Linked DNA regions of Sus scrofa: region 2 is linked to region 1. The links are chromatin contacts, called in public Hi-C maps. All regions are on one chromosome and are shown on one strand. Each heading gives the region's core, a stretch centred on a gene start, on an enhancer-like site or on the middle of the called end of the contact. The rest is flanking DNA. Distances are from core to core; before and after follow the strand shown.

Evidence for each region. A called contact is a pair of places that touch in the nucleus more often than the background predicts.
Region 2: a Hi-C map of liver shows a contact between it and region 1, with 4 times the contacts expected there. The contact joins the promoter of PRADC1 here to the promoter of NAT8 in region 1. A contact is called at or near these places in 3 of 5 promoter capture datasets (fetal liver, fetal skeletal muscle and liver) and 1 of 47 Hi-C or Micro-C datasets (liver).

What each region holds. Positions count from the first base shown.
Region 1 is chr3:69,247,298-69,252,103 of Sscrofa11.1, reverse strand. NAT8 (N-acetyltransferase 8) reads right to left here and starts at 1,778. Exons shown (of 2, transcript XM_003125006.4): 1 at 1,346-1,778; 2 at 1-834. The coding sequence starts at 761. The coding sequence ends at 48.
Region 2 is chr3:69,543,678-69,548,577 of Sscrofa11.1, reverse strand. PRADC1 (protease-associated domain-containing protein 1) reads right to left here and starts at 1,740. Exons shown (of 5, transcript XM_003125011.4): 1 at 834-1,740. The coding sequence starts at 1,068.

The sequences.
Region 1 (4,806 bases), core at 529-3,028:
TCAGGGTTTGCTTGTCACTGCAGCAGAGCTGAACCCCGCTGACTAATCTACAAGGAAATAGGTCGCGGGCTCTCTCCCTGCTCCAGTGTCTGAGAGACCTGAGCAGAGGGGAGGCGGTAGGTCAGGTGAAGTACAGGGAGAGCACATAGCCTAAAGCCTTCAGAGCTGAAGCCTGTCTTTTGGAAGCCGAAGTGCTGGTAGATGACCAGGGCAGAGCACTGCACTATGCTGGTGGTGAGGACCACTTCACTGTAGCCCTGGTCATGTGCAAACTGGAGGACAGTCCTGACCAGGGCTTTCGCTATCCCCTGACCACGGTGCTCCAGGGCCACAAATAGGTGAAGCAGCTCCAGCTGCACCTTCTGCAGGGTGGGCTTCTTACTGGGCAGCGCTCCCACCATGCCCACCAGCTGCCCCTCAGACTCAGCCACCCAGAAGCAGGAGCCACTCTCACTGAAGTAGGACTTGGTGATGTCAGACAGGTCTGTTCGCAAACACCTGGCTTCAAACTGGGCCCAGGGGTATTTGGCAAGGAACCACAGGGCACCAAGGAGAGAGGCGCTGGCCATGAGGGCCAGGACCCAGGAGCCAGAGATCAAGAATAGGGCAAGGGGTCCCCCAAGCAAGAGCACAAGAGTTCGGGGCAGCTTCAGGACGCAGCAGAAGGTGGCGGGAATGTGCTCAGTCACCAAGTGAGAGAACGAGCCCAGGACCCACTTGCGGTCTTTTTCCTGGTATTTGCGGATGCAGTAAGGAGCCATGGAAGACTTCTGTGTCTGAATCTCAGAATTCAGGAGACCGAGTGAGGTGTCTCTGTCCACCTTCCTAGCAGCCCTGCGGGAGAGAGGGAATCATGTGAGTGGCCTGTCCTCCCACCTCCCACGAGTGGGGACAACTCTGCTCAAGGATGTGTCATTCTGCTTCTACTCAAGAGGAATTAGGCTGCAGCCACTGGGAGGAGGTGCTAGGCTAAGAAAGACCTGCTTTTGATCCTACCTCCGTGCCCACCCTTGGGCATTTTGCATATTCTTCTCTAAGAACCTGCCTTCTACATATGCACACTATCCCCCCTCCCCCTTCCCCCGTACATTGGGGTGGCACCAGGCAGCAGCCAAACACGTGTCTCCTGCCCTTTGGTCCCTCTTGCAGGGACCATACACTGCTGGAATCCTGTGTGTCTAAGTACAAGTTTCAGCAAAAGCTCCATCCCCCTTAATTACAAATTTCCAGGCTATTGAGGTGGCATAAGAGCCAAACATCAAAAATGGCCCAGGCTTGAGAACCAGGGAGGGTCCGGACCACCAGGCCACACTTGGGCACTGGCCTTCCACCCATAACTCCTCACCTGCTATCACGAGAGTCTTGAGTTCTCCAAGGCAGCTTCAGCCTGGCCTCTGGCCTCAGCCTCCAGCTGGCATCAAGGAGTGACTGTGCAGGGCCCGTTCCACTTCTGGGGACTAGGTCCTGGATGGCCACCTCATTGGCTGGCTCCTGGGCGTTTGTTAATCATAAACCCCAGGATCAAGGAGCTGGACTGTGATGGGCGGCCCATTTTCTGTTTCCTCATCACTGGGGAACCAGCCAGGGCCTGAAATAGCTCAGGTGTCCTTGGTCTGGTGGACAGCCTACACGCCCTGCCGTGGCAGTTTACCTGGCACCGTGGGTGCTCTCTGATGCCGCCTCTGCCCCTCCACACGGCTGCTTTGAGCCAGGGGAAAGCCCATCTCAACCTGTGCTGTTAGCACAGGCCAGAACCCAAGTCCCATAACTTAGCACACAAGGTCCTTCACGGCAGAGTGCAGACAGCAGGGGCCTGGCCATGCAGGACCTTCGTCCAGGTCAAGAGTTTGGACTCGTTCCAGGAGCATCAGAAGGCCACTGCTATGCTTCTAGCTGGAGAGCACCATAAGCAGAGGGGGTGTGTGTGGTGGTGTGCACTAACTTCCTTACCCCCCAGAGGCTAGTGCAATGGTCCAGGTGGAAGAAGGTCCTCCCGATACAGATGGGCAGTTTGCTCACTGCTCAAGAACACCTTGTGGGAATTAAAAACCAAGCCACAAGCCTGGCACAGAGCTGAGTGTGACCAAAGGAAACATAACTTTTCCTTATTTGATCAGAATGCTGTCCACTAAACTGTGCATCCAATAGGTTGTATCTGGGTGAGGGGGCTGCCTTACTCAATGTACATAAACTCCTAAGTTTTGCCATCAGGGGTCCTACAAGAGAAAGCAGTGGCTTGGACTAGAGTGGGGTTGTGGGTAGTGTGACCTGGCCCACTTGGGGGGTAGGCAGAAATGGCATGGGTTAGTGATGATCTGAGGATGAAGAAGGGGTTGGAGAAGATAGCCAGGATTCTGGTAGAAGCACCTGGGAGGATGCTGGAGAGAGACCAGACTTGGCAGCTGCAACCCGGGGCTGGTGGATGCGGGCTGCTGAGGCTCCGGCACCCATCAAGGCCTCAAGGGTTTAACTAACATGAAGTCTGGGTGGTGAGCTACAGGCATGTTACATTGTTTTCAGTAAAATGTAATATTTTCTTTAAATGGTTCAATGTCAAGCCAAATTTGAGGATTCACAAGAGACAAGAGGGTTCCAAATGACTATTGCTTATGAGTTTAATATTAACCAGTGAGAAACCAAGCTGAGGAGACAGGGCTGTGAGCTGTCCCTGCCATCTGTCTCCTGTATCCTCACCAGCCTCTGTGGCCTCAACACCTGGTGGCCTCAGTTTACATTCAGGCTTTTCAACCTTCCTCACAGCCATGAACAATGATGATGAGGATCTGTTGACATGAAAAAAAAATTGTCAAAATATAGCACCAAGCTATTAAAGCTTATAAGACAGTGTTTTCATTTATTTTTTTGAAAAATAGAAAAAAATAATTTATACACACAAGCATGCAGAGAGGAAAGTGTGAACGGTTCCACCACACTTTGGTGGCCATTCCTTCTGGACAGAGGAAGCAGGCAGTTCTCTGGGTAGGAGATGACCTCTGGAAGTTTAGCACATTCCAGGCTCTTGGCCCCACTTTCAGATGATGGAACTGCTTGAGAATCTACCTGTTTTAGCCTCTGCCAACTCTTGAATCTAAACAGACCCAGCTGAGACTGTGAACTCCTAAAGGTAAGGCAGATGTGTTAATACTTTCATTCTATTATCTTTAACCATGTAAATGCGTCTAATTCAGTACATTCACAATGTCGTATAATTACCACCTCTATCTAGTTGCTAAGCGTTTTCATCTCCCCAGAAGGAGACCCCTTAGCCAGGAGGCAATCACTCCCTATTTCCAGTTCTCCTGAGCCCATGGCAACCACTAACCTGCTTTCTGTCTCTATGGATTTACCTATTCTGGATGTTTCATTTAAATGGAATCATGCAATATGTGATTTCACATTCAGCTTCTTTCACTTTTGTTTTCAAGGTACATCTCCATCCTCGTGTTTTATCAGTACCTCGTTGCTTTTTATGGCTACATAATATTCCATTGTACAGAGAGACAGCCTTTGTGTAGGCAGTTATCCACTGATGGACATTGGAGTTCTAACCACCTTTTGGTTACTGTGAATAGTGCTGCTGTGAACATTCTTTGCAGGTGGTTGTTTCAGGACCTGTGTTCAGTTCTTTTGTATATACCTAGGAGTAGAACTGCTGGGTCATATGGTAACTCTATTTTAACATTTTGAGAAATTGCCAGACTGTTGTCCATGTTTTACTTTCCCACCAGCAGTAAGTCTTATTTTACTATCAGCACTTTGCCTGGTGTACTGAGAGAAAGAGATAGCTGTTATTCCTGAGAAATTCGATGCCTGGAACTGTAAGAAAATGTTTTTCCTACGCTGTACCATTTTGGGGCTTTGGGGGGGGGGCAGGGGGGGTTGGCCTCACCCGTGGCATGCAGAAGTTTCCAAGCCAAGTATCAACCCCACACCACAGCAGCAACCCGAGTCACTGCAGTGACGCCGAATCCTTCATGGCTGCACAAGAGAACTCCCCTCTGCTGTACTATTTGATATTCATTGTAACCTAAGAGCTTAGGTTGATATTCATGTTTCCACTTTACAATGGGAAACAGAGGCCCACAAACCTGAGATATCCTACCTATGCCACAGAACGTGGCAGGTTGGGGCTCAAACGGCAGTTCAGACTCGAAGGCCTGAACATTTTGCTTTTTCAGTACCACATGCTGATCCCAATTGGACAAGTGTTTGGTGAATTGTGTATGCCAGGAGAATCAGCTCTGCCTGGTAGGATCAGGATTCACTTCCAGGCCTCATCACACCTCTATCACCAGTGACCAGGCCATACTTGACCAAATTCCAATCTGTGACTAAGACTCTGTTCTTTCTTCAAGATCCAGTTCAGTGTTACCTTTTCCATCAAGATTTCTGACCCTTACCAACCAGATGGATCTTGTATCTGTTCCCTTCTCTGAAGCCTTGGCACTTCCTCATTAAGCACTTACATTGCTGTTAATTTATTACTTGCTTAACAAGTAACTGTTCACTTATTACAGTTTAACAGTTACCATGACCTTTGAGAGTTCCTATGGTGGCTCATCTGTAACAAACCGACTAAAATCCATGAGGAGGCGGGTTTGATCCCTGGCCTCACTCAGTGGGTCAGGGATCTGGTGTGGTCGTGAGCTGTGGTGTAGGTCACAGACCCAGCTTGGATCCTGCATTGCTACAGCTGTGGTGTAGGCCGGCAGTTACAGTTCCTATTCAGCCCCCAACTTGGGAACTTTCATATGCCGCAGGTATGGCCCTAAAAAGAAAAGAAAAGTTACAAGTACCCTGATAAAT
Region 2 (4,900 bases), core at 491-2,990, 300 kb before region 1:
GTATGGGTCTCATCAGCACCAAAGTTTAATGTTTTATCTGAACTTGGGGCCCTGGTTTCCTTAGCCCAGAGAGATTGAGGAATGTGAAAGGGTGGAAGCTGCTGCCATCTGTCCATTAGTCAACTCAACAAACTATTAGGCTGCTACTGTGTGCCAGGGTTGGGACCAATGGTGGCTTTAGCTATCCTTCTACTCTCCAAAGCCCAGCCATGAGGTAGAACTCCACTAGCTTGGCACTGGACTACATATATAGCCTTTTATCGTGGGAATGGAGACTTGCCATCAGAAACTGACACACTCCCAGGAGGCCCTCCTGGATGATCACAGAACTCCCCCGCCTTCCCATACACATCTTTGCCTGGCCTTTGCATCTGCGATCCGTGTAAATTAAGTGTAGGTATACATATGTGCTCATGGATGTAGTGGCTATATGTTCATGTTCCCGTATAGATGCAAACAGGTAGGATATGTACCTATGTGCTTGTGTGTGAGCCAAAGTGTAGCAATGTGTGGTCCCGTTTATGTATATGAGTGCTCACATATTTCCAGCTTGTCCTTGTTCCTCGCCCCCTCAGCCACCTAATTCGGCGCTAGTGGGGGTAGGGGGAGTCTTGCTTCGACGTGGGAAGCTCAGAACTCAAAGCCCAGCCTCCAGCCGCGCCCAATTCGTGTCCCTGAGGACGAGTACCCACCAAATCGTGGCGCCTCTTTCTGAACCTACCCTGCCCAGAACTCGCGGGGTCCCCAAGGTGACCCGTGGCCCCCGGCCCGAGACGCGCTCATGTGGACTCCCAGCCCCGCCCCGATGCGCAGCCCCGCCCGTTGCCGCTCACCATGGGCCGCGACGCACGCGGGGAGCCAGAGCATGAGACAACACCAGCCCGCGGCGCCGGGGACCATCTCCAGGGCCCGGCCCGGCGCCCCGCTTCCTCCAGCCGCCCCTCCGCGCGTAGCTCGCTGGACTTTGGCCTGACAGCTGCTCTGGCCTCCCGCCCCCAGACCCGCTCTGGCTGCTGGTTGGCGGACTGGAACGAGGCCCACGGCTGATTGGCTCTGACGCCTGCTCATGTAGCCACATTTTCCGCCCCTGCGCCTTAGCCCACTTCCTATTGGTCGAGAGAAGTGGGGCCGAGGACTGATTGGTCCAAACTCTTAACTGCAACTGCCGGCCCCCGCCCCAGCCTGTCTCAGTTTGGATTCGATTCGGCAGCACCTTGCTGGCTGGTGGGTGGGTCGGCAGAACTGGAGGTGGCCGATCGCAGGACTGGCTTCAACCGCTGAAAGTCTCGGCCAATACTCCTCACGGTCGCTTTGCAAGATGAGGGTATACCTTCTTCCAGCTGTGCCTTCCTCCTTCCCATCCCCTCCTTGGAATGGCATTCCTGTAGCTCTCAAGTGGTCTCCGGTGACCCCTACTCTGATCTTATTGCCTAGTTCCACCAGCGCTTGCGTGCCCTGGCGACGTGGCCGGATGTACACGACCCTCGAGGAAGCTCTGACCAGTGCCGAGCCAGAATGCGAGCATAGGGGCTAGGTGTCCGCTCCTGTTTCTCTACCATTTACTATGCAGCTGTGACTCTGGACACCCTTCCTAACCTCTCGGCCTCAGTTCCCTCATCTGTAAAGTGGGCATGACAACAATACCAATAGGTTTGTGAGGATTAAATGAGATCACTCACATCAAATGTTTACTTGGCAAAAACTGTCCCTCAGTCAGCGTTCAATAAATGTTTGCCTTTATTTCATTCCTTGGCCTGGCTCCAGAGGGAGAAGGGGAATAGAATTAGAGTTAGTGGGTGACGGGGGCCGAGCAAGGACCCTACATACTCAAAAAGAATGACACTTTCGAAAGCCCGCGACCCTTGCATTACCAACACTTCCTGTAACAGCTCCGGCAGAGGACCAGCCTCTGGACCTTCTAGCCACGCCGACTCTGTGGTAGCGAACCATAGAGTGGCGGAAGTGGCCCATCCCCTTCCTCTCCCGGTCCAACTGCTTGGCGAAGGTTCTGGGGACTTCTTTGGCGCGGAGGATTGTGGGGTTGCTGGGCGGCCCGGGCGCGAAGCAGGGAAGAGGAGTAGCGGGCCACTGGATAAGCTTACAAGATGATGGTGAGTGGCGTCTCGCGCATCCGTCTCCATCCGTTGCCATCTGGTTGGTAGCTGGCGCCGCCCGGCAAAGGCCGGTCCCGCAGGACTTTCCTCTGCCTAATGACTCGGTCCTCGCCCCGACCCCTGTCTGTGGGTGACCCCGGCCCGCCGCGGCCTTGGTGGGCCCGGGCTCCGAGTAGGGCTCCTGGGCGAGGGCTGTGTGGCACTGGAGGAAAGGCTCTGATCGGGCCGGCTGGGGACTACAAGTCCCAGGGTGCTTCGGAACCCGCGAACCCGCGTTGGCAAGCTGGTTTTTGGACCCCCCCCCCCCCCCCGGAGTCACGACCCGGGTGAAACGACTGCGGATTGAGCGTGCATAACGCGGTCGACGGCCGGGCTTGGAACTTCTGGCTGCACTGGAAAATTCGAGTGTAAAGCCGGGTGCTCACTAGGACCGGCAGAGGCAGCATGGGGACCTTATGTTGAGCGGAACCCCGGATCTCAGCTATGCCTCCCTCCCTGCCAGCTGCTACCAAATGGAAACAGACCCTTTTGCTCGTACTTGAATTCATTCATTCACTTGTTCGTTAAGTAAAGTCATCTTTAGTGTCTACTGAATGTGCGGGGCTCCGCTGGTTGTTGCAGGTGCAACTCTTCAGCCAGAAGAATGGGTAGGGCAGATGGGCACCCTGCTTCAGACGTAGGAAGATCCGGCCTCTGACTCTGACCCTGTCTGCTACCCTAGATGTGACATTAGACAGCTTTCCTAGTTGGCCACCTAACTTTAGTTTTCGTTTTTCTTAAATTAGGGCGGTTAGTGAATCTGGGAGGCTCTCTGTACCCACCCCCCTTTCCATAGTATCCCTTTCTCCATCTCAGAGCTGCAGGTACCTTCCTTGGGTCCCAAACCTCGGTGGTCTCCGGAGTTGCTGTTGAACAGGGCCAGCTTTTAAGTGCTTGAGGCAAAACCCTAAGATACCACCTAGCAGACTAGCTAACATGCTGCTTCCTACAAGCTGGGCGCTTCATGTGTTCTCTGTGCACTTGGCATTTCATGCATTCATTTTAGCCTATCAATCCAACTCAGTTCTCTGTTCTTTTCCTGCTTCCTCAGGTTCTTTCTGTCCTAGTAGATGTCAAATGGACACCTCTGAGGTGTTCATTATGCTATCAAGTGCTCTGTGAATCCTATTTGTACCCTAAAGAAGGAAGGAAGCTGGCGTTAATCTGTATACCCCCTCCCCTTCATATCTCCAGAACTGCCTTTTTCAGTCCATCTTCAACATTCCTGAAGTCATCTTCATTTTCTTTGCAGAGGCAACACGGTAGAGCAGCTGAGAGTAAGGGCTCTGGAGCTACACAGTGAATACCTAGGTTTATAACTAGCTCTGCCACTTCCTAGGTGTATGACTTTGAGCGTGCTATTTCATTGCTGGCCCTCAGTCTTCTAGAGGAGGTTAAATGAGTGAGTACCTATGAAGCCCAGCTTGTAGTAAGCAGTATGTTAGCTAGTCTGCTAGCTGGTCGCTTGCTTCCTTTCTTCCCTGTAATCTTTCTGCCGAGGCTACGGTAAGTTTTGGTTGGCCTTCAAAGAATAGGATCAGAACGAAGATTCTTCTGACTGGTGATGAAACCCTTCACCAAGAGGCTCCAGACCACACCCCCTTGGGTTTTTCCTGAACTGACTCCTGCTCTGTTTCCCTGCTGTACAGGCTGTTTATATCTCTTTATTTGGGTGTCTGAAACCTCAGTCACCAAGAGTTCTTGCTGTTATTGAATTGGTAACTGATATTCTGGAAGCCTTCTGTGATTGGAAGAGAAGTAAAAGGGTCCCCCAAAAAGCTCAGTCCTGTTACTTTGGTACAGCTGAGCTGAGTGTATGTATGTCTTTGCCTTTGTGGTGTTGAGCGCTGCCTGCCTTGGCTTATGAACACCTGTTGTTTTATAGAACGTCAAGCTTAACAGTGCTTAATAAAAGTTTTTAAGGAGGATGAAGATGATCATTAAGCTGAAATGACCAAGTCTTCCATGATACCCTTGGATTACTGGATTCTGCTCTTGTTTCTTTGAGTAAAAATGTGGTAGGAAGGTAATTTCGGTACCAAAGGTCGGGTTTCCATAACAGTGTCTGCCCCCAGGGAACTGAAACAAGAGGACCCATCCTCAGTCTAGCCCTGCCACCTTTCCCTCCCCAGAGGATCTCTGTACCCAGCCTGCCATTCTGTAGGGCCTGCGAAGCACGGCAACTTGAGGACAGTGGTCAGCTGCTTCCAAGCCTTTCCTGCATTGTACTTAAGAATTCTTAGTGAATTTAGTGTCACCATACTGCTCATGGTTTTCCAAAAATAAGAAGTGAGTGCCAACTTATTTCATGGCTTTTTTTTTTTTTTTTTTTTTTGTCTTTTTGCTATTTCTTTGGGCCGCTCCTACGGCATATGGAGGTTCCCAGGCTAGAGGTCTAATCAGAGCTGTAGCCTCTGGCCTACGCCAGAGCCACAGCAACGCGGGATCCGAGCCGCGTTTGCGGCCTACACCACAGCTCACGGCAACGCCGGATCGTTAACCCACTGAGCAAGGGCAGGGACCGAACCCGCAACCTCATGGTTCCTAGTCGGATTCGCTAACCACTGCGCCACGACGGGAACTCCTCATGGCTTTTAAAAAATACTTTCAAGTGTATTTGACCCTTAAATAACTTGGGGGTTAGGGACCCCGACTCCTCAGTCAAAAATTGGCACGTGGGGAGTTCCCGTCGTGGAGCAGTGGTTAACGAATCCGACTAGGAACCATGAGGTTATGGGTTCAATCCC